Linked DNA regions of Mus musculus: regions 1, 3, 4, 5 and 6 are each linked to region 2. Evidence: chromatin contacts called from public HiChIP or PLAC-seq and promoter capture Hi-C data. All regions are on one chromosome and are shown on one strand. The core of a region is the stretch at or near the end of the contact, and the rest is flanking DNA. Distances in the headings are between cores, read along the strand shown. Region 1 holds the start of Senp7 (SUMO1/sentrin specific peptidase 7). Region 2 holds the start of Tomm70a (translocase of outer mitochondrial membrane 70A). Region 3 holds the start of Nxpe3 (neurexophilin and PC-esterase domain family, member 3). Region 4 holds the start of Zbtb11 (zinc finger and BTB domain containing 11). Region 5 overlaps Senp7 (SUMO1/sentrin specific peptidase 7). Region 6 holds the start of Trmt10c (tRNA methyltransferase 10C, mitochondrial RNase P subunit).

What was found. Promoter capture Hi-C pulls out the DNA fragments that hold promoters and counts their contacts. HiChIP or PLAC-seq counts read pairs in DNA pulled down with a chosen protein or histone mark.
Region 1: an H3K27ac HiChIP or PLAC-seq map of embryonic stem cells shows a contact between it and region 2, with 6 times the contacts expected there. The contact joins the promoter of Senp7 here to the promoter of Tomm70a in region 2. A contact is called at or near these places in 5 of 39 promoter capture datasets (the C10 cell line, embryonic stem cells, liver and 1 more), 3 of 484 Hi-C or Micro-C datasets (CD4 T cells, forebrain and liver), 10 of 115 datasets of contacts at active chromatin or transcription factors (DN3 thymocytes, astrocytes, embryonic forebrain and 5 more) and 2 of 9 other capture datasets (adipose tissue and macrophages).
Region 3: a promoter capture Hi-C map of embryonic stem cells shows a contact between it and region 2, with 3 times the contacts expected there. The contact joins the promoter of Nxpe3 here to the promoter of Tomm70a in region 2. A contact is called at or near these places in 3 of 39 promoter capture datasets (embryonic stem cells, liver and pre-B cells), 1 of 484 Hi-C or Micro-C datasets (B cells), 5 of 115 datasets of contacts at active chromatin or transcription factors (astrocytes, embryonic stem cells, pro-B cells and 1 more) and 2 of 9 other capture datasets (adipose tissue and liver).
Region 4: an H3K4me3 HiChIP or PLAC-seq map of pro-B cells shows a contact between it and region 2, with 5 times the contacts expected there. The contact joins the promoter of Zbtb11 here to the promoter of Tomm70a in region 2. A contact is called at or near these places in 15 of 39 promoter capture datasets (the 3T3-L1 cell line, 3T3-L1-derived adipocytes, the C10 cell line and 11 more), 8 of 484 Hi-C or Micro-C datasets (B cells, the N1E-115 cell line, Sertoli cells and 5 more), 20 of 115 datasets of contacts at active chromatin or transcription factors (the 230-238 cell line, acute myeloid leukemia, astrocytes and 11 more) and 4 of 9 other capture datasets (adipose tissue, embryonic stem cells, liver and 1 more).
Region 5: an H3K27ac HiChIP or PLAC-seq map of embryonic stem cells shows a contact between it and region 2, with 4 times the contacts expected there. The contact joins the enhancer-like site here to the promoter of Tomm70a in region 2. A contact is called at or near these places in 3 of 39 promoter capture datasets (cranial neural crest, embryonic stem cells and frontonasal cranial neural crest), 5 of 115 datasets of contacts at active chromatin or transcription factors (the 230-238 cell line, embryonic stem cells, extraembryonic endoderm stem cells and 1 more) and 1 of 9 other capture datasets (macrophages).
Region 6: a contact with region 2 is called in an H3K27ac HiChIP or PLAC-seq map of thymic regulatory T cells, with 8 times the contacts expected there. The contact joins the promoter of Trmt10c here to the promoter of Tomm70a in region 2. A contact is called at or near these places in 11 of 39 promoter capture datasets (the 3T3-L1 cell line, the HPC-7 cell line, cranial neural crest and 7 more), 2 of 484 Hi-C or Micro-C datasets (LSK cells and Th1 cells), 9 of 115 datasets of contacts at active chromatin or transcription factors (astrocytes, embryonic stem cells, extraembryonic endoderm stem cells and 4 more) and 5 of 9 other capture datasets (adipose tissue, embryonic stem cells, liver and 2 more).

The regions. Positions count from the first base shown.
Region 1 is chr16:56,074,001-56,077,038 of GRCm38.p6, forward strand. It overlaps Senp7 (SUMO1/sentrin specific peptidase 7), which reads left to right and starts at 1,404. Exons shown (of 24, transcript NM_025483.4): 1 at 1,404-1,578. The coding sequence starts at 1,539.
Region 2 is chr16:57,120,327-57,123,661 of GRCm38.p6, forward strand. Tomm70a (translocase of outer mitochondrial membrane 70A) reads left to right here and starts at 1,388. Exons shown (of 12, transcript NM_138599.5): 1 at 1,388-1,868. The coding sequence starts at 1,536.
Region 3 is chr16:55,893,513-55,896,892 of GRCm38.p6, forward strand. Nxpe3 (neurexophilin and PC-esterase domain family, member 3) reads right to left here and starts at 1,767. Exons shown (of 6, transcript NM_001134457.1): 1 at 1,416-1,767.
Region 4 is chr16:55,972,457-55,975,597 of GRCm38.p6, forward strand. Zbtb11 (zinc finger and BTB domain containing 11) reads left to right here and starts at 1,348. Exons shown (of 11, transcript NM_173026.2): 1 at 1,348-1,915. The coding sequence starts at 1,606. It overlaps Zbtb11os1 (zinc finger and BTB domain containing 11, opposite strand 1), which reads right to left and starts at 2,161. Exons shown (of 1, transcript NR_027965.1): 1 at 812-2,161.
Region 5 is chr16:56,115,439-56,118,754 of GRCm38.p6, forward strand. All of the region lies in intron 5 of Senp7 (SUMO1/sentrin specific peptidase 7), which reads left to right. Among named protein-coding and RNA genes, the nearest start is that of Senp7, 42 kb to the left of the region's middle. Within about 2 kb of position 1,408, at least 26 of the 459 cell types and tissues checked have an H3K27ac peak or open chromatin away from gene starts, as enhancers often do. A contact at or near this core is called in embryonic stem cells, where this site is marked.
Region 6 is chr16:56,036,166-56,039,300 of GRCm38.p6, forward strand. Trmt10c (tRNA methyltransferase 10C, mitochondrial RNase P subunit) reads right to left here and starts at 1,621. Exons shown (of 2, transcript NM_029092.4): 1 at 1,336-1,621.

The DNA.
Region 1 (3,038 bases), core at 154-2,653, 1.0 Mb before region 2:
AGAGTTCTACATCTTGTTCCAAAGGCAAACAGAAGATTGGCAGCTAGAACTGTTAGCATTTTGTCTAGGCTGTACCCCACAGTTACCTGGCAACAACTAGGTGTGCCCGACTGACTATAAAAGGGGCTGTTGGCCACCTTCCCTCTCTCTTCTGCTCTGTTGCCTTCTTGCTCCTGCTCTGTCCTCTTGCTCCTTCTGCCTGTCTCCCCATTCCCCTCCCCCATCTCTCCCCATGTCCTCATGGTGCTCATGGCCGGTGTCTACTCAATAAACTCTATGGGGGAAGGGATGGCTCAGCATGGGCTGGTGGAGGCACCCCATCTCCCACACCTGACTGCACAGCCACCAAACATACTCTTCCTCTCCCTTATCTTTTTACTAACAGAACAAGGACCAGGGTCTTGAAGCCCACACCCACAGTGACATACCTACTGCAAGAGGCCACACCTCCTAATAGTGTCATTCCCTGGGTCAAGCATGTTATAGTCTTAATTCTAGTGGCTATTTTGAAAAGAATTAGCACACAGGAAATGAGAAGGGGAATACATAACATTCCTGGCTCCAACTGGGTGGGAAGATTACAACGTGTCTAAATGTCATACAAGGTGGGGGAGAAAAAAAGATGTGAGTTTCTTGCTCCTGTGTGGGAGGGGGCGCAGGAAGAGCAGAGAGAGAGAAGCGTGGGGATGGTGAGACAGTAACAGATGGCAGGTGCAGGGGAAGAATCCTTGGCCCCAGAGAGTGGAGCTCTGGGACAGCCTGGTGCTTAGCATCTGCAGGAGTAGGGAAGGTGAGAGGCCAGGAGGCTGGGGTAGGGGTATTTGTGGATGGGGACTTTGGGGCTTTGATATGCAACCACAGGTATATGTCAACGAGGAGCCATCTGCCCCATCTCCTAGGCAAGGGAAACAAATGCTAGCCTTTATCTATCAGAGATCTAAGTGCTGGGCCACGACTGTTATTTTGGATCCTGAGGCCTAACAGTACCAAACACAGGCTTTATAGTTTTTGATAGAAAAGACTCATATTTGTTTATTTCTTACATCAAACAACAGGAACAACTACATTTTGCTGTCCTTGTTTCTAAGTTTGAGTAGCCTTCTTGAGGACAAATAGCTAGAAATACCACAGACAGTAGCTTCTCATATTTTGGGGGGTAATTTCGTTCAAAAGGCATAAAAGCAGAGGTACTCGGTATCTGTAATTTTTGTCAACTCAAATTTTATTTTAAAGTCAACGGGTTAAAAAATCGTGAATCAAGTTTTTCCTTAGGGACCCTCGTGGGGTAAGTCCCCTTCGCCTAACCAACGACAGAACGATAGGCTCGCAGGCTAAACAAGGCCCAGGAAGCGCTACCTCTGGCAGAGGTGGGAGGGGCAAGGGACTTCCGGTCGGGGGGGGGGGAGGCGACGACTAGTGCGCAAGCGCGAATCTCACTTCTGGCTTTCTCTCTTCCCCTCCCCCTCCCTTCCCCAGCCCGAGGGGTCCTGAGGTGACAGCGCCTGGAAGTGGGACTGGAGGAGCCGGCGGAGGAGAAGATGGACAGGGCCAGGCCTGGGCGTCGGCGAGCTTCATCAGGTGAGGAGAGCCGGCGCGAGGGCCGAGCCGACCATTGTACCTGCGCGGCTGGCGGCGGCTCCGCGGCGCGGTGGGGAGGGAGAGAGGGAGGGAGAGAGGAAGGGAGAGAGGGAGGGAGAGAGGAAGGGAGGGAGGGAGGGAGCGGCGGGGGCGCGCATAATGGAGAGCTGGAGGGGGGGGGGGCGCCCGCAGCTGTCGAAAAGCCTCGGCCGCCTGCCCCTTCTGCACCCCTTTGGTATGCTCCCTCCTCCCGGGACACGCTCCTTGATTGTCTTCGGTCCAGCGGTCTTCTCTGCTGGCTATAGCCGCTGTCCTGCCACGCCTTCCTCGCAATTGCACCCGCGTTCACTTTCGCTCCCACCTTCCCCGCACAAGATGTCACTCTCCTTTCTGATCCTTTGACCCCTCGCCTGGCCGGCTTCCCTCCTTCCTTTGGCAGATCAGAGAAGCTGCAAGCGAGGAAGGCGGGGCTTGTCGGTCGCCCCGCAGCGCCTCGAGTAAATAAAATACTCCTGCTGTCCCTCTCGTCCGACAGGCTCGTTTAATAGCGTTTTTCTTTTCCAGCCTCCAGCATCTTCCAAAAGTGATTCGAAAGTCAAAGGATTTGAAGCCGGGTTTTTTGTTGTTGTTGTGTTTTTGTTTTTGTTTTTTTATCTCAGCCCATTTTTTGGAATTGTTTTAAGACTTGAAACTCAAGAACCTCTTTTAAGTTTTGTATAAAATTGAGATAGAGCTCCGCCCCGTCGACAAGTTATTGTTATCCATCTCATCTGTTAAGTGCACCTCTTAATTCCTGGAGTCAGCTCCCGTGTGCATAGAAATGCACTGTCTAGTACATAAAACAGTGTCGATGAATTCATTGAGTTGTTTTTGTTTTCTTTTCTTTTTCTGTTTTTGAGAAAAGGTCTCCCTGTGTAACTCAAGATGGGGTCATATTCCTATTCCCCCTGATTACCTCTTCTGAATGGTGGGGTTACAGGCGACCCCCCCCCACTTTTTCCTCTTTCTGTTTTTTTGAGACAGAGTTTCTCTGTGTACTCCTGGCTATCCTGGAACTCAATTTGTAGACCTGGCTGGCCTCCCAACTCAGAGATATGCCTGCTTTTGCCTCCCATGTCCTGGGGTGTTAAAGGCTTGCACCACTACCAACTGAGCTCAACCCATTGTAAACTTTCTCATTATACGGTTTATTTTGGTAGAGTTAGACTCAGCAGTTCCAAATCTATTTAGGTATGCCCGGTGGCAATGTGTCTAAAGCTCTTAAGGCTATGAGCACAGATCTCTGAGGACTCGGTTTGACAGAGTTGAACTCCCAAGATCTCTTCATATGCAATCAATTTTATCAATATTTTTGTCTTTTTTTTTTTTTTTTTGAGGAATGGTCGTCCTCTTGCAGCCTTGGAGCTCAGGGGTCTCCTGCGTCAGACTTTTCCCGTGCTAGGATTTTAGGTGTGTTGCTA
Region 2 (3,335 bases), core at 138-2,637:
CTAGTGCAAACATTTCACTGGTGAGAACCAACATGACGCAAGAGAAAAGGCCCTGAAGTTTCAAACTGGAACATTCTATTTTAATCACTCCACGTTGACACAACTTGGCCTTTGCATCTTCATGTAATGCTATTATGGTGAGCATCCTGTGGTACTTAAAAGCCAAATGACCATCTATGGGTGTTTGGTTTTTGTTTTTTTGGTTTGTTTGTTTGTTTGTTTGTTTGTTTGTTTGACAAAAGGATGTTCAAACCTGAAATGAAGAGCCATAGCCTGGAACATTTAATTATCCATGCTTTGCCTTTTTTTCTTGAAAATTGTGTGAATTCCAAACACCTTGCAAAGTAGACTTCATGCTTTGAGACCAGATCCAGAGTTCATGAAGGCTTAAGAAAAGTACTTCAGGGCTGACGAGATGGCTCAGCAGTTAAGAGCACTGACTGTTCTTCCAGAGGTCCTGAGTTCAATTCCCAGCAACCACATGGTTGGCTCACAACCATCTGTAATGGGATCCGATGCCCTCTTCTGATGTGCTTGAAAAACAGCTACAGTGTAGTCATATAAATGAAATAAATTTTTTTTAAAAATTTAAGTTATTTCAAATAAGTGAGCAAACTCAAAGTGTTGTGACAGACACTTGTGCTCCAGGGAAGGTTGTATGGGCTAGATGTCAGGTGGAATCCATTTTAAGATACACACGTAAAGATGCCTGCGGTGATCCGGGGTCCTCGAGGAAAGCCAATAGGAAAGCCTTCTAACAGACATCCTTGCCCTTTGTAACTATTAAAGGTGCAGCACACAGGCTGCAAGTCACTTCCATGAGTCAACCTACCTTCCCCAGTTTCCATCTAGTCTTTGCCCTCTGTCATTGTCCCAGGAACTACAAATTTGTCCAAACTACAATCTGGCTATTGCAGAAATATACAAAGCTGGTTTACACAGCACGATGGTCTCACCCTTTTTCCCCCCTCCCACAGTTTCAGTCTTTAACAGGCACCAACGTAGCCACACCCCCCTCCCCGATCCTACCAATCAACTGGGAGGCCCACCATCCCTGCTGGCCAATTCCCTTCACAGTGCTTCTGCAAGTCCCGCCCACTCACAGAGCTACAGGGAGCTGTCCCTCTACACTTGCTGCACACGGCCCCCCACGCCCCTCCTCGCCGCACTGGCGACAGTGCCACGGGTCCTTCTGTCCTGGAGAAGAGGTCTGCAGTCACGCAAGGCCTGAGACCTCCCGAGCGATTCTAGGCAACCGCCTGCAAGAGGAAAGGGAAAAGCCACCCAGAGCGCCAGGCCTTCTGACCCCGGAAGTGGTTCTCCCCTGTACAGTAGATAGGGGCGGGCCCAGCCGCCGGTCTAGCCCGGCATGCCCCGGGCTTCCGGTGACCTCTGGCCCTTTTCTGTCGTCCGCTCCTGCTGCTTAGCGTGCTCGCTCGCGCGTTGCTTTCCCTCCACGCTCCCGGCTTCCTCCCCACGCTGCCCGGTGACCGTGGCGCCCGCGACCGGCGCGGCGGCGGCGGAGGACAGTCGTCATGGCCGCCTCTAAGCCCATAGAGGCGGCGATGGCGGCGGCTGCTGCGCCCGGTTCTGGAAATGGAGTGGGCGGTGGCGGTGGGACTGCGGGCCCCGGCTCGGGCGCGGGGACCCTGCCGCGATGGCACGTGGCGCTGGCCATCGGGGCGCCCCTGTTGCTGGGTGCTGGGGCTATGTACCTGTGGAGCCGAAGGCGGAGGCGCCGGGAAGCGGGAGGCCGGGGCGACGCCAGCGGCCTGAAGCGCAACAGTGAACGGAAGACCCCCGAGGGCAGGGCCAGTCCGGCCCTGGGCAGTGGCCACCACGACGGTTCTGGGGACTCCCTGGAAATGGTGAGAAGCCGCCCGGGCCGTAGAGGTGAAAACGAGCGGATGCAGCTTTTCCTTGACCCGTTGTGCGGGTGAGGGGCCCTCCCACCGGTCGGAAACTGCCGAGTGACTTTAGAGTCGTTTCTGGTTGCCTTTATAGGGAATGGAATAGCAGCTCCAGGCTGGCTAGCGTAGAGACGTTCTTTGACAATTTCCTTTGGGATCCAACAGAATACTTTGCCTTTCTTCTAAGTGACACAGCATTTATCCCTAGTATGTAGGTATGGGAAACATGCACAAATATAGTAATTCCATTAAGCGAAGAAAGGCAAATTTCACGGAACGATTGGAGTTGTACCGTGAGTTGTTATTGTGTTTCCCAAGACCAGAACTTTGCTAAGAACCTTTTAAAAACAAGCCATTTTTCTTTCGGAGTTTCTCTCTCGCTCTGATTGTGTGTGTGTGTGTGTGTGTGTGTGTGTGTGTGTGTGTGTTTGGGGAGGGAGATTAGCAACTATTACAAAGTTCAAAAAAATCATTAGGTAGCTTTGTATATAGGAAATAGTTCAGTTTTTAAGGAACTGTGCCTCCCACCCCCACCCCCGCTGCACATCTTAAAATGTTCTATTTCACCTGGACATATATATACATGTGTCCAAGCCTGATAAAGAGTCTCTGGTGTTATAACAAGCATTGGAGTGATAAACTGCTCTATCGGATCTGGTGGTCAGACTATTAAATCTTTTTGACAAGTTTGACGGCTGTGTGGAGAATTGGCATGGACTGAGATTGAGTGAGATAAGGGACTTTACTGGGTCAGGAATTCTGTGGTGGTATTACCAGAGTAATCCAAGTTCAGAGAAACTTACAGGTAAATAAATACCAGGTATGTGCCTGAGGAAATTCTTTATACACACGCATCCTATGTGCACTTAACACTCATGAGAAAAACTGTACAGTTAAATGAATGGCAGGCATTTTCATCCCATTCAGCCTGAAGACACGTTGTTCTTTTCCTAAGTAGCTTCAGAGGCTCTGGTATATGACTCCAGGGATAGTACTTACTGTGTGTGAGTCACCGTGCTAGCTAGCAGGAAGGCTGTTTGTTCTCTCCTATGGGGAAGTTAAACAGCCAATTTCTAACCAGAACTTACAATGTTGGAGGGAACCATGATCTTTGAGAGCTGAGGAGATGCCATTCTACATTGTCCTGTCCAGCATTGTTATTTTGGTAAGCTCAGTTTATGTCATTGTCATCCTGGTAGGCTAAGAGGATTAAAATATTTGGTCCCTTCTATTTCATCCAGCACTAAAATGTTAAACCAAAGTTTTTAGGATGAAAGCCCAGCACTGGCAGCCCCAGCAAACTATGATGAGCAACCACACTCCAAGAAGCCCTTTACAGAGATAAATAATGGCAAAAAGCAAAGATTTGTTTAGTGTTGCCATACTGGAAAGAGGGATGGTCAGTTGGTTCCAGTAACTTCCAAG
Region 3 (3,380 bases), core at 517-3,016, 1.2 Mb before region 2:
GAACTGTTCCGTCCCAGGCTCCAGCCGAAAGGTTCAGCTCTACACAGACACTGATAGTGGTTCCAGTCTGATAAAGTATGTGTCAGTGCTGATAAAGGCTTCTTTAAAGTACCTACTGCTCCAGTAGCCTTTGGCTGGAAATCAAACACACACTATTATAGACCTTAGTGAGAGACGAGGGTATACATTTAGAAACAGGTAAGAGACATTGTTAAGTGTAACCTGAGGGTAGTTGCTACCTTGTAAAGGTAGGCTCTTCGGTTATTAGAAGTGATAATTCTGTAAAAAGGGGCCAGTGAGGTGACTCAGCAGATAAAAGTGCCCTGACCAGCCCAGCAGTCTGATCCCCCAGGAGCCACAAGGTAGAACCACATTCCAGCGTTTGGCCTTGGCCTTTGCTCTCTGCAAATGAATTTTCTTTACACCTTAGGAGGCCAACACCTTTGCTGGTTCTGCTTTTCCTATGTCTACACCTTAGGCTTGGATCCTTTGGCATCGCTTACTTTGAAACCCTTGATATCCCTTAGATAGCTACAGTAGACTGCCAAGTAGAAGAACCACTAAATAGAGTGGCCAGGGGGCATTGCTTACTTCAGTTGGCAAGGGCTAGTGGTACTAAAATGAATTTTGAACTGTGCCTTGCCATGGTCTCTCAGGACAACTGGATTCTGGAGCACTAGGAACAACCATTCCCTCTTCAGTGACCTTCCTTCAGCTCCTTTCTCAGTAGCCGATTACACACTTGGTCAACCCAGAAGAAATTATGAAAACAACAGACATGGAAAGAAGATAGTAAGCCCAGTCAAAAGGGGACAGAGCCCCCCACACTGCTGGGTTAAAGTATGGTGTGCCCTCCCCCTGAGAGGAATCAGACAGTCATGAGGGTCCTGGCAACCTGCCAGCTTCAAAGACACCCTAATATTCCAAATGACACATAATGCCTACAGGAAGAGAACACAATCACCAGGCAGTGTGATTCTTCATCCATTGGGAACACGGCAATAATCTATTGTTGATGAAAAGCAAGGGGGAAATTACACTTTCATATACATTTTTGCAAAATCCTGCCTCACAACCTCTCTGAGCACCACTGCCCTTCTGAACTTGAGTCAAGCAGAGACAGAACACAAGCCAAGATCTCAACATCCCACAGAGGACTGTCACACACATGTTCCTCCCTGCATGACTTCTCTGATGCCTCCAAAACTGCAGCTCAGTAAGGCCTGGGTAGTCCAAAGTATGAGGAGACAACAAGATAAGAAGCAGCTGGCGCCACAGCAGCGATGAGACTGGCGATAGGGACCAAGTGCAGTGTCGCCAAGCTCTCTGCACTGGGAGTGGAAAAAAGAAGAGAAGTAAGGGGTGGGGGTTGGGGGGAGGAGAGGGGCCTGACTGCGCTCTCGGGTACAGGTCACCTGAGGTGCCTGCTACCAGGCGCTGCGGCGCTGCAGCAAGTGGAGAAACTGAGGATGGAGATGTTCAGGCTCGCCCTGCATCCTCTCTGCAGCGGCTCGGATCATCCGGACCTTGGCAGTCGCAGCCCAGGGCTGAAGCTCTGCCTGCGTCTTCGACCGGGGCCTCGGCTCCCGGGCTCTGGAACGCAGTTGGGACTCCCGGGGCCGCAGCTCCCTACACCCGGCCGGGGACGTTAGGGACCCGAGGTCCGCGCGCGGAACACAGGGCTCTGCAGCTGCGGGGCGCACGAGGCACGCCGCACCGGGCGCTCTCGGGACAGGCTCCGCCCCGCCGCGCGCATAGTCGCAGCTCGCACTCACCGGGTCTCCGGTCTCGCTCGCCGCTCGCCCTCCCACGGGATGTGGACGCTCCGATCGGGGGCCTCCGCGCCAGGCTGTTCTCTCCCGGCTTCCTGACCGCGCTACGGAGCCTCACCCCCGACCCCCGGCTACGATTGGTCCGACTATGGGCGGGGCGGGGCGGAGCGGGGATGTTGACTGACAGCCGCGCAAGCTGAGTGATGTGCCCAGTGGCGAAACAAGGAGTTGGCACTGCCTGTGCTACCCGACCGCCCCAGGGAGCTTGGGTTAGGATGACTGTGTACCTCCGGAGATACACTCTAGCCCGAGGGCTGGACCCTTTTGGAGACACAAATACAGATGACCTTCGGACATCAGCGTTTCCCCGGAGCGTCCCCTCAACCGATTCTCTTCCTGAGAACTAACCACAATGCTGGCCTAGCAGTGGCGGAGCTGCTGGTACCAGAGAAACACTGCTTGCCAAACGTGAGCATAGAGATCTTGAAGCTTCTCTCTTTGAAGTTAGTTCTTGGCAAAAGCGCCAGGATATTCCACCCAAACCACCCTCAATGCTGGATTACCCTAGTTTGGACGTTTTATGTCAAAAGCAGCTTGGTGAATCTGAGATACTGAGAGGAGTTTCTAGAGGACAGAAAGGCCTGTGTGGGACAAAAGACGTTCCTGGCTTAGAGCACAGTGGGGTTGGACTTACTTTTAACCAGAGCAAAATGCTGGGGGATGGGGTGGAGTCTGGGGCTGGAGAGATGGCTCAGCAGTTAAGAGCACTGGCTGCGTGCTCTTCCAGAGGTCCTGAGTTCAATTCCCAGTAACCACATGGTGGCTCACAACCATCTGTAATGAGATCTGACGCCCTCTTCTGGTGTGTCTGAAGACAGCTACAGTGTACTCATATACATTAAATAAATACATCTTTTTAAAAAATGTTAAAAAAAAAAGTCTGCCCTCAGACTTAGTCCCAAGTTGAAGTAGAATCGATATGAATTCCAACTGTCATTAATTATCATTATATTTATTGACAATGGAGCTATAAGAGCCTGAGGTCAGGAAGAACAGAAGCAAAACAACTGTCTTCGGGGCATAATAAGACCACTGGGTTCATGAACGCAGAGCACCTGTGCTTGCCTCTACAAGACTTGAACAAAACCAACCCACCAACATTCTCACATGGCAGGACAAAGGGTTCATGTGTACACACACATTAACTGAAGACCCAATGATGGCATCTGGGAACAGGAGATACTGTTTTCCTAAGGGTATGGACCCTGATAGGTCAACCACTCTCCGGGGAATGGCTTCCCACCTGTTAAGTGTTTGTGTAGCACAAACTGGACTAAGTTGTTTGTTTGTTTGTTTGCTTGTTTGTTTGTTTAAATTAAGAGAACACAGTGAAGGGAGTTGGAGATGGATCACGGGGGAATAGAGAGAGAGAAAATAATCAAAATACATTGCATAAAGTTCTAAAAGGATCAATAAATTTATATTAAAAACTTACAGATTCTGCCAGGTAGTGGTAGCTCACATCTTATTTCCTAGCACTCAGGAAGAAAAGGAGGGCAGATCTCTTACGTTTGAGGCCAGTCTGGTCAGCGCCTGAATTCCAGGACA
Region 4 (3,141 bases), core at 98-2,597, 1.1 Mb before region 2:
AATATTAAAAGTATCTGAGGTATGAGGGTATGACTAGCCTAGTAACAAGATCTTTTTCCCAAACAACCATTAGCTTGTGTAAAAAAATTAGTACATGGAATGTAGGCCTTTGCAAGGACACAAGTTTAAAGTTTAGCTTTTCTTAGGAAAGTCTGATTAAAGGGAAAAAAAAAAACCAAAAGACCAGTAACAGTTCCTGGGTTTTCTCTCTCTCTCTTTTTTTTTTTTTTGTTTGTTTGGGTTTTTCGAGACAGGGTTTCTCCGTATATTAGAGCTCACTGTCCTGGAACTCACTTTGTAGACCAGGCTGGCTCGGGACTCAGAAATCCACCTGCCTCTGCCTCCCAGTGCGCCACCACGCCTGGCTGTAACAGTTCCTGTTACCTGCAAATGCTTAGATGGATCTTAATTGTATTGGCAACATTCTTTTTATGTGTATTCTCAAGATTTGATTCAAATATCCCGTTAGCGGTTTTTTTTTTTAAAGTACAAAGGTCATGAAGCCACACCCTGTACAAACCTGTATCTGAATCTCTTGGGAGAAAGATGCTCTCCATTTTTACCCTTCATTTCCTTCATAGACGATGGAAACACTCTAACCACTGTCTGGTTTCTTGAGCCCACTGCCACCTGCTTGCTCCTTACCTGTGGTACCACAAACGTTTAAAAGCGTCATAGATAATGTGTGTGTCTTCTAGGCAGAAATAAAGAAAAATAGCTTCTTTAACTAAAGTCATTGGGTTGGGAAGCCTGGAACCTTCTAGCTTCAAGGAATAAGCACAAAGCGTCCGGGCATTACAAGGAAACGGGATTGAGAGTTACTTCTGCATGTTATTTAATCATCTAAGCAATCTGGACCTGCATAGTCGTCACCATGGTGATGTTTCTAGAAAATTACTTAGGTAGTTTGGAGAAAATTCGTAACACTGAAGCACTTAATGCTCGGTAATACTGCGACAGTATTTGGCCCAGAGGCTCAGACAGTGGCAATCAATTGCTACAGTTTCAAACTCGGCGGTATCTGGTATATCTAGTCTCAGAGTATACAGAACAACTGACTCAGTTACCGTTTACGGGGAGGGTCTCAGGGAAACAAACAGCGAACCGCTCAAACACGTGGCTTTACAGAGAGCGTGGGAAAGGAAAGGGAGGGCGGTGGGGGAGGGCCCTGCCAAGACTTAAGATGTCTGCTGAGGACCCCCGTATCTGCCCGAGAGAGCGCGTTCCCTCTTCCAACATGTCCTCCGCAGTGTTGACGTCACACCGCCGGCTCCCTGGGAGCGCAGAGCCGTAGCGCGCTCCAATCGGGGTGGCGGCCCCGCCCCGCTCCCGCGCGTCACTTCCGGTGGTGCAGCAGCCATTTTGTCAGTCGCCAGCGGATCCCGCGCGCTGCCGAAGTGCAGTTCCCCCTGGTTACCAGGTGGTCGGTTCTTCCCCTCCGCGCTGCCGGCGGGCGGGCAGGCGGGCGCCCTCGGAGAGAGAGAGCGCCCACCACAGGCGTCGCCTTCGCTCCTCCCCGGGTCGCCGCGGCCCCTCTCCCGAGCCGCGGCGCTGTCTGCCTCTCCTTACCACTGACAGGCGCCCCCGAGGGCGCTGCCGGCGGCTATGTCAAGCGAGGAGAGCTACCGGGCCATCCTGCGCTACCTGACGAACGAACGCGAGCCCTATGCGCCGGGCACCGAGGGCAATGTCAAGCGGAAGATCCGCAAGGCCGCCGCCTGCTACGTCGTGCGCGGCGGGACCCTCTACTACCAGCGGCGGCAGCGGCACCGCAAGACCTTCGCCGAGCTGGAGGTGGTGTTGCAGCCGGAGCGTCGCCAGGGCCTCATCGAGGCGGCCCATTTGGGCCCCGGGGGCACCCACCACACCCGGCACCAGACCTGGCACGACCTGTCCAAGACCTACTGGTGGCGAGGTGAGTGCGCCGGGCCCCGGGGGCCGAGGGGGGCGGCTCGGCCCGGCCTGCGTGCGCACCCGCGAGCCCTCAAGTCTGGGGACCGGGCCGTATCCTTAGCCCGGAGGCGTGCGTGCGTCCGTTCGGCTGCGCGGCAACCGCGGGACCCAGCCGAGCCAAGCGGAGCAGAGCGGGCTGGGGACGCGAAAGCAGCCGCACTTCCCCTACAGGAAGGAGGCCCGGGAGGCTGGGGGCGGACCCTCGCCCGGGGTGGGGCTTCGGGGGCTTCCCTCGGGGCCGGGCCAGGCGGTGGAGGGCGTGGTGCGGCCTATCTGGGCCCGCCCCCGAGGCCCTTAGGGGATGGTGGGAGACCCAGAGGCAGAGGCAGACCTACCCTCTCCCTCTCCCTTCTGCCGTAGAAAAAGCTGTCCCAAACCCTGGCTGCCGTCTCCCAGTGAGTGCCGCTCGGATTTGGCCATTGGACTAGGTCCAAATGTCTGTTTCTGCAACTGCGACACAGAAACAAGGAATAATGTGGTTATTAGGACTAATGATGGCGCAGTCGCTGTGAGTCCCGGTTTTAGGGCATTAGGCAGCCTTCCAGACTGCCAGATCCTTTTTCTCGGGAGATGGGACAAGACCGACATACCATAAGAGGTTTTATTTTATTAGGAGGAATGATGACACTTGTGTCGTATGTTTTTTCTTGTTTTGAGTGTGGCACTCCTCCCACCTCAGCCTCTCACGTGTTGATATTACAGCCCTGACTCACCAATCACGGTGACAGGGATCCTGTTTCCTAACGCTTTAACGTTCTTTTTACTTTGTGAAAATAGCCTCGGGAACTGTGTTACGCAGTGTGTGTTGAGAAAAGATCAGGCAACAGGTTTATTGACGGATTGTTTCTCGATTTGAGGCAAGATCTCACTAAATTACTCAGGCCGGCCTTGAGTTAAGGATCTGAGTGCCTCACTAGCTGGGATTACAGACCTGTACCATCAAATCATTGATTATTTGGGAGCAGAATATAATGACCCTAGCACTGTTTGATCCCTTGGAGAGTAGATGAGAGCAGAAAAGCTTGACCTTTTTCTTTTTAATTTTTTTAAAAATGTATGTGTGTGAATGTTTTCCCTGGCGGTGTGTGTGCCCGCACCAGCTGCCCACGAAGGTCAGGGAAGGGCATTGGATTCAGAACTGGAGTTAGGTTACAGATGTTTCTGACACCAGGTAGGTGCTCAGAATTG
Region 5 (3,316 bases), core at 158-2,657, 1.0 Mb before region 2:
AGCACACATGCCAATGCAGCACTCACATGCATACATTACATAAATAAATCTTAAAAAAAAAATAGTCCCTAGTTCTCCCCCTTCCCTAGTTCCTGGCATTCAGCTGAGGTCTAGGTTTACTAAGCTCAGACTTGTTTCAAAGTATAAACAGTCTTTACTTTCAACTCACCCTTATGTTTGTTGCCCTTTGCTGTCTGAGTGACTGGCTCACCCATATACTAAGCTCTGTAAATTAGAACTTGGGAATGGCTGTAACTCCCTTTTATTTTCATTCCTTACATCTCATCATTGTGATGTAAATCTATACAGAAATAGTGTTTCATCTTTATTGCCAGCGCTCCAGTCTAAGTGTTGTGGGAAATATTAAAAAGAATGACAAGTTCCCGTGCCCCAGCAGCCTGGCCAGCCATGCACTGGTGGACAATGGCCAACCTGTTTTTTTTTAATCTCATGGAGACTCTGACTCAGAGCTCCAAAATCTCTCCACTCAGCTTGCTAAATTCCCACTGGCGGGTAGCTACCACACCAGCCCCATGCTTCACAACCCTCATGACCTTTGTGGTGCCCCTCAGGCAAACCCACATTTTGCCAGCAGTACCTTTCTCTCTTGAACCCAGACAAGCTTCCATGTGAAGGAAAACACAACACAAACTTAGTTCAGAAATAATGGTAACTCAATCTCTGGGCGCAACAATTAAAATACTAACTTGTAAACCCTATTAAATCTAAATCCTCTGCTGGCAAATCCTGATGGATCCACCATTGAAACTAGGAGACACTGGTAATTACCTCTTGTCCTCACGGTATCTCAGTCCAAAAAGAGCCCTCTTGCTTCCTCTCCTCCACTCCTCTTCTCGTCCACTCTCCAAACCGGAAGTCCCTCCTACTCACCCAGTGATTGGCTTCTTTATTCATTAGGGGATTGGTTCACAAGAAGTCACCTGAGTATATGACTCACTCCCTGTCCTTAGAGCCCCGCCCAGGAGAGTAGAATTAGCATCAAAATACAAACAGCACCAGACCCATCCACAGCATCTAAGCCCCAATAACTTAGTGTCTTTATTATTATGATAGCCACTTGTTCGGGCTTCCTGAGTATGAACTTTTCTTATCAAGCCATTCCTTACATTTGAAAGTCACATGAAACTTGTTACTCACGAGTTTATATCTGTCTGGATCCTTGTAACCTTCAAGTTTGGCACACAAATGCCAAATGACTGACCCACTGACTGTTTGGTCCGTGTCTGTTTGCTCTCCATATTTATATTATTCTTGGGAAACTGTTTATATCTCACTGAAAGCCATGTGCTGTTTCATTTTCTTCATTCTTTTATCTTGTAAACAATCTCCTCTTCCCCTTTTACTGATTTCTGCTGGTTCTAAATCCTGATCTCATTCATCTTTGTCTCCTTCTCACACGCGGCTGCACTTGAAACCTCCCTCTGTCCTCTTCAACAGCCTGTTCATCATAGCACACATACTGTGATTTGTAGCTTCTTTGTATGTATCCTTGACAGGAAACTTTAGGAGAACAGGGCCTGTATTACACTTTATTCCTTTTTCCTAGTACAGTATTAGGCATATATTAAATGGTAAGTATTTGCTGAATGGAAGAAACAGTTCCTACCGGAGGACCATATTCAGACTTTTATTGATACATATCCTCTTCTATTAGAATGAATTTTCGGCTCTGTAATTTTGATGACAACCTAGAAAAGAGATTCCAAGCCTTGAATAAGGACCTGGAGACCTCTTGGGTATGGCTTTGGATGAGTGTGTTCTGAGACTTGCTGTTTTCACCAGGAGCTTTGTGTCGCTTCAGTCTTCTGATGTTTGACAGGAGGCCTTTTGCCTTAGTTTCATTTTTACCCAGCAGATGAAAATTTACCTCTGCCTCTAAATTTCATCCTAAAGTTTAACTTTTAAGTAAACAAAATTACTTAATTGAGTACTGAAATGACTTTTTATTAGAAATTTTACTTTTCATTCTGGTATGTAAGAGCAATGAACTAACCTCCTTGCTTTTTTCTGTAAGGACAGTTTATCCCATTCATTCCTGGATCAGACTAACAGGACAAATAGAAAACACATGGGTCAAATCAACTATATAATGTAATAAGAATAAAGAGTCGGGAGTTATAGAAATACCAGGCTAGCAGGTATTTAAAAAACGAAACGTGGCGCTTGTTTTAAATTTGATTCCTTAATTGTTTGATTCTCTCCGGTCCCTACATCCTCTCTTTTTTTTTTATTTATTTATTTATTTATTTATTTATTTATTTATTTATATTTTTATGAGACAGAGTTTCTCTGTAATGTTGCCTATCCTGAAACTCACTGTGTTGACCAGGCTGGCCTAAAGGTCACAGAGATCCCCCTACCTCTGCCTCTCGAGTGCTGGGAATATAGACATGCACCAGCACCGCCCCAGCATGTTTGATTCTTTCTAAAGGACATGCCAGTACACGTCTCTTTATAGGCGAGCTTATTTCCACATGTGGTTCACATTTATTTTCCTGGTTGAAAATTTCTAGACATTTATAAGCTTTGGTCAGCAGGAGCTGAGTTGGACATACACAGAGGGTAAACTTACTCTTGCTTTCATTTATTGGCAGTGGCAGTGATTAGTGAAGTACAGAATACAATACACTCATATTTTTCCAATGAATTTATACTCGGAATTTGTCTAAATGGTGTATTTATTATTTTTCTTAAATTATACATTTGAAACAACAACAACAAAAAAACTCAGTGAATTCCAAATACTGTTCTTATTTTATGATTTCTTTAGGCCAGTATTATTCTAGTTGAGTGATAATGTGTTCATTTCAATTTTATAAACGGAAAAAGAAACCTGTGAAGTTTAGGGCTAGGGACGTGGCTTTGTGAGTAAAGTGCTGAGAAAGAGACATGAGAGCTTGATGTTGATCTCATGTACTGGGATCCCTCACCCATATTAAAAGCAGGATGTAGTGGGGTGGGTTTGCAGTCACAGTGCTGGGGAGGACAAGTAGGAGGGACACTGGGGCTCACTGACTGCCCAGCCTAGCTTAATTGGCAAGCCCTAGGCCCCAAGTGGGGGTCTTTGTTAAAAAAATAATGTGTGCAGCTCCCAAGGAACAAAACCTACAGTTGTCCTCTTGTCTTCTACATGCACACATATACACATGTGTGTACATATTCTCCCCCAACATGCATCCATCTACACACAAACACATACATATTCCTGCCCCCACACATACATATCTGTATACCTACACACACACAAAGAGCAAAAAGGAAATCTGTGGATCTCTTAAAGTTATGGGCCAGTGAG
Region 6 (3,135 bases), core at 371-2,870, 1.1 Mb before region 2:
ATGGAACGGGCCTAAATGAGCAATATAATAACACAGCAAAGTTATATGGCAATTATAGGGCTGAGAACAAGACACTATAATCTCCTTCAGATGCACATCCAATCTCAAGATCCTTTATGAAATCAACAATGGAGACAAAAAGCAGGAAAGTTACGGAAGATGAAACCTGACTTAAAAACAAACAACCCTAAAGCACTGCCCACAAATGCCTTTGCGCTTCCACAACAGAAATGCAAGGCAGCTGACTAAAACAGACAGTAAATGTCTCAGCTCAGACTTTATAGCAGACGTTATAAAATAAAATATACAAAGCCAGGACAAATATATAAAAGGTTCTATAGTTTTATCTCAAAGAACTAGATGTTCCACAAAACAGCGAAAACACTTTGTTTGAGAACTTATGTAAAATGTGAGGGAGAAGGAAAATTCTTGAAAAATCCCACCCATCTTTAGCTTCTTGTCTGACTCTGTATACCCGTGCGTGTCCTCTGCTCCATGCAAATGCCCGGATGCACTCCATTCCACAGCAGTATAGTCCTAACTATGTGTTCCGTTGAGATCCAAGTTCACTCATGTGGTTTAAGCGGGTTTTTGCAGTATCACCCTTTGCTTGCCTGCCTTTTCAGCTGCACATCTTCTTTTCCCACTTTAGAGCAAACAATCCTATTAGTTTTTCAGAGCACCCTGTGCCTATGATAATACTTGTTTTCCCCACCAGAAACTAAAGACTATATTCCATTAGGATAAGGGCTGTGCCTATCCAGTTAAACGTGGCCAGCTTAGTCTACATATTGAGTTCCATGACAGCCAGGAATACTGTAAGACCGGTATCAAAAAGCAAAACAGCAAAACCATTCAAAAACAACCAAAAAATAAAAACTGATATCAGACTTTGAGAATTATTATTTAACTTAGAATCCTCAGGACCTGAGTTTGACAAAGTTATCATCCTGGGTAAGGCTTATTGTAGGCCTTCCAGCCCATGAGACCCTACTTAAAAAAAAAATATAAAAACAATATAGTTGATTTTTGCCTTTGTAACTAGTAGAAAGAAATTTCACACCACCATAGAAATTAAAAACAAAAACAAAAGTATAGGTTCTCCACTCTTTAGCGCCGGCTGGCAAATTCCCTTCCAGACAATTCTCCTGCCTCTGCCTCCCGAGTCCTGCCCCACCACACTCACTATAACAACCAAATTTTAAAAATATTTTATAGTAAAGTTCTGTGTGTGAGTCTGCGAAGGGGGTAATTATGTGCGCGGGCATGGCGATGCCCGGAGAGATCGAAAGCATGGGGAGCACCTAGGCAGAGAGACAGACCCCGACGACTTACACTTTAAAGCGCGACACAGGAGACGATCTGGGTGAACGCGGCTTCCGCTTCAGGTAGCGCCGTGCCTAACGACTCCTACAGCACGGCTTCCTCTCGCCTGGGGTTCTCAGAGGCCACGTTCCACGCCCCGCATCCTGGAAAGCCAGCGGGTCCACCCAGCACCCCAGCACCGGCAGAGAGAAGCTCCGCAGGTACCCAGACTGCGGCCGGCGGCTGGGCTGCAGGACTCCGGAGCAGATCCGCGTGCACACCGCGGCCTGCACTGCACCGCGAGGGTTTCCGCCGCGGCCGCCGGAAGTCCGGCACCACCGGATGTCCCGCCCCTCCGGCCACGGCCTCTGACGTTTAACTCGGCAGGCAGTTTGTTTCCCCACCCCCACCGCGCCTAAAGTCGCTCTGCGACCTCGCCGACTGCCCCTGAGTCCCCCGGAAAATGACGTTTTGAGTCGATTTGGGGGCTCGCCACCGATGCCCTGCCACATCATTTATTGCTTGGCGGTTAGAACTCGAATCCTTACAGGCTCTCAACTTGGTCACTCTCGTTACGCGCATGTCATAACAAAACCATAAGACTCAAGTCTTCACGTTCTATTTTAGAATTTAATTCTAGGCGGGCTAATGGCCAGTGTTTAATCCCAGAGTTTGGGAAGCTGAGGCGGCGGATCTCTGCAAGTTCGAGGCCATCGTGGTCTACAGAACGAGTTCAAGGACAGCCAAGGCTTACTCAGAGAAACCCTGTCTAGAAAAATCCAAGAAAGTAAAAGTAAATAAAATCTAATTCTAAATCAGTACTATTGCTAGTACCTACTACAGTGTGTACATACCATGTCACTTACGTGGAGAACAGGAGACAACCCCCGGGTATTGGTCCTCAGAGACAAGTGGATTTCTATGAGTTTGAGGCTAGCACAGTCTACTAAGTTTGAGTGAAAGATTCTGGCAGAATGTAAAAGGTCATAGAAGCCCTGAAATTGGTAAAATAGATTTTATTGTTAGTAGAACTGGCTTCATTGATTTAGAAAAATAGAGGTGCACAATGCTTTGGCCACTCCTCGAACCTGTGTGCCTGCCAATGTTCTGACCAGGTGTGTGCCCATTGCTGTACCTTCATTAGATTTTTTCCTTGTTTCCCTCCCATACCCATTTCTTGAGGAATCAATCATTTTAGAATAGATATTGTTTAGATCTGGAAATCCCCTAATCTCCCCCTTCTCCTTTCCCCCCGAGGGCCTATAAAAACTGGAAACTCTTTTCTCTCGGGGACGACTCCTCTACCCCTGCGTGGGATATGAGTCGTCCCCAGAGCTCTGGCTTTCCCCAAATAAAGCCTCATGTGGTTTGCAACAAGCTCGGTCTGTCGTGAGTTCTTGGGTGTCCGCTATTGTCCTGAGGCCTGAGTGAGGAGCTCCTCTCGGAGTTTTTCATTTGGGGGCTCGTCCGGGTTTGGCGTGACCACCCACGTCTCCGAAGACCCACTTGGAGGTGAGATTTTTTTGTCCAAAAATATTTCTGTAAGCCGGCTAGGTTCTGTGCTGAAATTTGCAGCCGCGACGTTTCGTGAGAAACAGAGACCTTTGCCTCGGGATGAGGCACTGAGTGTGAACAGCAGACGTGCTGGAATCACTGGCTGCTGCTCGCTCTGGGGGACGCCCTGAGCGAGGGGAAGGACTCTAGGAGTCCGTCTGAGGTGGGGAGTGTACTCCCTCGACCATCTGTATTTCTGAAGCCCTGAGCGAGGGGAAGGACTCTAGGAGTCCGTCTGAGGCGGGGAGTGTACTCCCTCGACCGCCTGCATTTCTG